Linked DNA regions of Ovis aries: region 1 is linked to region 2. A link is a contact called in public Hi-C data. All regions are on one chromosome and are shown on one strand. Each heading gives the region's core, a stretch centred on a gene start, on an enhancer-like site or on the middle of the called end of the contact. The rest is flanking DNA. Distances are from core to core; before and after follow the strand shown.

Region 1 (2,700 bases), core at 36-2,535, 170 kb before region 2:
GGATGAGCATCCAACAGGGTGATGAATGTACATGCCTGCCAAGAAAGGCCCCTTTGGCCCAGCTTCTCCCTTCCATCTTCCAGGGAGGGTGATGGTGTTATTGTCATTCAGGCTTTTTTCCCCTGTATTGTCAAACCCATTAGCCCCGGGGTTTATCACTTGGCATCCAGGGCAGTACTTATCTCCAACTGTCTCTTTGATCAGCTATGTGTGTCTCTCTCCTGCTAGGCTAGGCTGTTCCTCCAGAACAGACACTTGCAAGGCACATCAGGCACTGAATAAATATTTTTAACTGAATTTCCTCTGCCTTTTTATATTTTGTCTTTAGTTCAGCATCTGCCAGCTATTTTGGGGACCCTTAACCTCAAATTGGATACCTAAGCCACACCCACTTATCCAGACCGGGCCCCGCTTTCGGCTCAGACTCCCAGGCCTCTCCCCCTCCCCCTTCCCAAATCAAGCCGTTTGCAGACCTGGGGCACCTCCCCAAGCCCGCCCCGCGGCCAGGCCCCGCCCCCGCTCACGGTCGGTGTTTTTCAGCGACTGTTTCTTCTGCGAGGGCTTGGAGATGACCTTGATGAGGCGGCTGTGGAAGGTGCCCAGCTCCCGGCCGCCTCGGAGCATGAGCCGCAACACCAGTCGGAAGTGCTTCCTCTTGTCTGCGTCCGAGATGTACAGAGTCTTGGCGCAACTGAATTCCTACCGGGTTCGCGGGGACGGGGTAGTCTCATCGCAGCCCTAAGTCCCGGGATGAGCCCACCACCCCCAGTTACCTGACGCTCGCCCCGTTGGACGTGACATGACACGTCCAAGCTCTTGGGCTCAGCCTCAACCTGATCTCTCCGCATCCCCACCTATCTTTTGGCTCCTGCAGGGGGAGTTGAAGGAGCCCCCTCCCCTCTCCGGTCCCCTCCAAGGGAGAAGTGAGGATGGGAGAAGGAATCGCAGCCCCCCCCCCCCCCCCCACACACACACCGCCCCCCTCCTGCCATGCGCTCTCACCCTGGAGTCGGGCTGCTCTTCGAAATTCAACTTCTGCGTCTCGGCGGCGCTGCCGGACGCGCCGTCTAGTCCCATGTAACCGCACACCAGGGGCCCAGTCTCCCCTGCCTGGTGGGCTGCAAAGGGATGCGAGCGGGCTCTGGAAGCACTCAGATGTCAGCCAGGCAAGCTTAGTTCTCGCCGCCAGAGGGCGCGGCGAGACTGCGCCTGAGAACCGCCCCGCTCCCGGGCCCTGCAGAGTGAGTGGCTGGTCCCCTTATAAACCGAGCCGCCCGGCCACCCTGGAGTCCGCCCTCACCTTGGCCCGGCACTGGCTTCACCCTCCAGCCGGGACCTGCGAGGTAGACACAGGGCGGCGGGCAGAAGAACCTGCGGAGACATGTAAGCGCCGGACTCGTATATCCATCTCCACTTTAGCGTCCTGTCTTTGAGGCATCTCAAAGATAGCAGAAAGCCAACGGAATCCTTGATTCCTCCTCCATCTCCCCAGGTTTCTCCGCGACTGTGAACCTCATTAATACTCGAATCTTTCTTTTCTTTTTTTCACATTCCTCACTCAATCCATCAGTAAGTCCTATCCACCACCTTTAAAACATATTCAGAATCCATTGACTTCTGACCACCTCCATCTTTGTCCCAACTGCCATCAATTTGTCTGGATCACTGCATCAGCCTCCCATTGGTCTCTCTGCTCCCACCCCTACCGCTTCGACCTGTTTTTCACACAACAGCCAAATGGGGTTTTGCCTTTTTTTTTTTTAAGGTATGTTGCTTATCTTAAAATCCTCCAGTGGTTTAAATTCAAAGTACTTACATGATCTGGCCCCTTTTCCAACTTCACTTCCTATGATGACCCCTCTTCTCTAATTCCAGCCACCCTGACTTCTTTTGGCCTGGAACAGGCCAAGTTAGTACCAAGTGAGTCAAGGTCTTTGCATTTTTCATTGCTTCTAATTAAAACATGCTCCCCCCAGACTTTCTCATGTCTGGCTCCATTTTCACATTTAAGTCTTAGTTCAGATTTCACGGCCTCAAAAGGCCTTCCTACCATCTTGACCTTGCTAGCTAAATACACCCCTGCCCCTCAGTTTCTATCACCTTGCCCTATTCTGTTTCCCTTCTAGCTCTCATCACCATCTGGGAGCATCTTCTTCACTGATTTGTGAGGTGTTTATTGTCCGTCTCTCTCACACTAGAGCAAAGATGCCACAAAGGCAGTCATCGTATCTATCTTGTCCAACTGTGTGCTGGGTGCCCAGCAGTGCCAGAGAGCCTGACGCATGATAAGCACAAAGTAGGCAGTTGTGGAATGAAAGAATGAATGAATGGGTGAATGAGTGAATGGGGACTGTAGATTCACAGGGTGGTTCTGTAACAGATCAAAGTCGGGGCTGATGGTGACTGAGGGAAAAAGGCTGCTGATTGGCTAAGAGTGGAGCCCTGAGTCCTCTCCAGGTTCTGTGTGTGGTGAGCGTGCATATGCGTGCTCAGTCATGTCTCACTCTTTGCGACCCCATACACTGTAATCCGCCAGGCTCCTCTGTCCATGGAATTTTCCAGGCCAAAAAATACTGAATTGAGCTGCCATTTCCTTCTCCAGGGGATCGTCCGGACCCAGGGGTCGAACTCATCTCTCTTGTGTCTCCGCCTTAACAGGTGGACTCTTTACCATCTCCACCACCTGGGAAGCGAAAAGAC
Region 2 (2,700 bases), core at 84-2,583:
AAAGTAAATAATAAAGAACATTAAAAGAAGGTAAAAATCACACTGTTCTGACAAGGGGAATTAGTTATGTAAATAAGGAAATGCAAAGCCTGTCAATCTGCATGCACTCTGAATAAGCATGAAAAAAATTCAAGTCAATAATAAATACTCTTCTAAAAAAAAAAATAATAATAATAAATACTCTTCTAATATTACAAAATTCCCAGTAAGATGTGATAAATCTGAAACCATTCTTCCTGGTCACTAGAACCCCCATCACGTACTATTTGAAAGAGGATTCTTTCACCTGCTTTGTAAAGTTAAGTAAGTACGTAGTTATGTCATTGGGTAAAGAAGCCGCCTGCCAACACAGGAGATGCAGGTTCAGACCCCAGGTTGGGAAGATCCCCTGGTGGAGAAAATGGCACCCCACTCCAGTATTCTTGCCTGGAAAATTCTAAGGACAAAGGAGCCTGGTGGGTTACAGTCCATGGGGTCACAAAGAGTCAGACACGACTGAGCACGCACGCATGCATGTCACTGGAGCTCACAATCAGCTTGTTTTGTGTTTCCTGTAAGAAAATACCCAAGAGTAAACAGAGGCAGGAAGCAACTTGGGAGTTTTGGTTCGAGACTTGATTTTGGCATTAAGTAGGAAAGCTGTCTTTTAGCGTCTGGATTTCAGATACTCAAACTATAAAAGGGATTAAAAAAACTCGTCTTGCCCCCTCAGAGGTACCCTGTAAGAATCGCCAAGTTAAAGAGGAAAATATGAATGCACCTTTAACTGTATTACATGTTGTATTAACAAAAGTGATGATAATATTATCGTTATGAGCAACAGATGCATTCCAGAAGTCTGGGCTTAACTGCCCCTTTGGCCTTCTCTCTGGATTATCTGTTCTTATTCAAAGACCTAGTTTTTTTTTTTTTTACAAAGATAAACAGTAAAGTAATAATAATAAAGGAAACATTAACAGTAATATACAATGAACCAAAAGCAAACATAAACAACCCTACAATCCTCTGCTAATAGAATTCTATCACTGTTCTAAAAATAAACGTGATTCAAAAAACCCCAACCAACAGTCATGTGATCCTTTCTCTAACCCTGGAGGAAAAGCAGGACAGGTGGAATTATATTTGAGTTTTACAGACTGCAAACCTGAAACACAAGCCTGAAAGAGAAAAGTCACCCATCCTACTTCCCAGCTAAAGCCAGGGCCATTCAACCCTCTTTCTGACATACTTTGCTATTCATTCTCCTGGTCTAGGAGAGTTACAAGGCACCCCTATTTTCAAGGAAACTCACTTCACATAATGTCCAACTTCCAGGCTGATGAAGTAATGGTATCAGTAATTTGACACAGCTGGCAACCTCTCTGTATCATAAGGAAATTCTTCCACCCAGGAAGCTGTGCACACAAGCAGAGAGACGGTGACATCTACTGGTGAAAGTGTGCACTGCAGTGGAAGCTGAGTGCTTTAAGATTTGAAAAAGATCGGTAATGTTAATAGGGGTGGGTACAAAGGGGTCGGAGAAGGCAATGGCACCCCACTCCAGTACTCTTGCCTGGAAAATCCCATGGATGGAGGAGCCTGATAGGCTGCAGTCCATGGGGTCGCTAAGAGTTGGACACAACTGAGCGACTTCACTTTCACTTTTCACTTTCATGCACTGGAGAAGGCAATGGCAACCCACTCCAGTGTTCTTGCCTAGAGAGTCCCAGGGACGGGGGAGCCTGGTGGGCTGCTGACTATGGAGTCGCACAGATTCGGACACGACTGAAGCAACTTAGCAGCACAAAGGGGTTATAGGGGTGGGTACAAAGCAAAAAACATATGGAATAGAGCAGTAGGGGAAAGCTAGCAAGCACTGGGATGTTCTAAAAATGTGACTCATGACCACTTTGGGTAATCACTTTTGGTAAAAATCCTGACTCCTTTCTTTTAGACCAGTTTTAAATCAGTCTCTTCGGGAACAAGTTTTCTTTGGGAATGTATCTCTGATTTAATAATGAGAATCAGTGGCAAATCACTGGGGAAAGGTGTTTAGGTCATTGAAATTTACTCCATGGATGATGTTTCAAGAAAGGAGGGGAGAGAGGAGGGAAAGAGAAGGAAGTTAACATTTATGAAATGCCTATTGTGTTGAAGGCACTTTATAAACATTACCATGCTTAATTCTCACTCCCACATGAAAGTTATCCTATAGGAAATAGTATTATCTCCGTTTTACAGTGAGGAAACTGAGGCACAGAGAGAGGAAACTAGCCCCAAACTACTCAATAAATGGTAAAGTCAGGATTAGAAACCTAAAGGTCTGACCGTATGATCTAAACACCCCAGGCACACAAACCACCTCAACCAAAATCAACACCTACTACCCACAGGCATAATATATTTCCTTAGAAACAGACACCATTTCACATTTAAATGCAAGTGAAATCTAACACTTTTCCTGTCCAAAAACTTGGATGTCAAGAGCAATCAATAACACACAATGAGTTGTGTCTTTACAATACAATAAATTACCATTGATCAGCTTTCTCCTCGCTGAATCATCTTCTCAATGCTGTCAACACTTCCTTACACTGTCAGCTTAAAATCTCAGTAACATTAGCATCGAATTCCAATGGTGAGATGAAGACAGGAAAAGACAGGCTTTCTACTCAGAATTATTGGTGCTTGGAGAGAACATGTCATCAAAGACAAAAGATG

What was found. Hi-C and Micro-C count contacts between places; a contact is called where the count stands out from the background.
Region 1: a Hi-C map of tail adipose tissue shows a contact between it and region 2, with 5 times the contacts expected there. The contact joins the promoter of RBPJL here to the enhancer-like site in region 2. A contact is called at or near these places in 7 of 16 Hi-C or Micro-C datasets (hypothalamus, liver, mesenteric adipose tissue and 3 more).

Annotation. Positions count from the first base shown.
Region 1 is chr13:73,551,900-73,554,599 of ARS-UI_Ramb_v3.0, reverse strand. It overlaps RBPJL (recombination signal binding protein for immunoglobulin kappa J region like), which reads right to left and starts at 1,285. Exons shown (of 5, transcript XM_042230180.2): 1 at 1,003-1,285; 2 at 525-699. The coding sequence starts at 1,077.
Region 2 is chr13:73,378,629-73,381,328 of ARS-UI_Ramb_v3.0, reverse strand. The region is part of intron 10 of STK4 (serine/threonine kinase 4); the gene reads right to left. Among named protein-coding and RNA genes, the nearest start is that of KCNS1, 46 kb to the left of the region's middle. Within about 2 kb of position 1,333, at least 5 of the 54 cell types and tissues checked have an H3K27ac peak or open chromatin away from gene starts, as enhancers often do.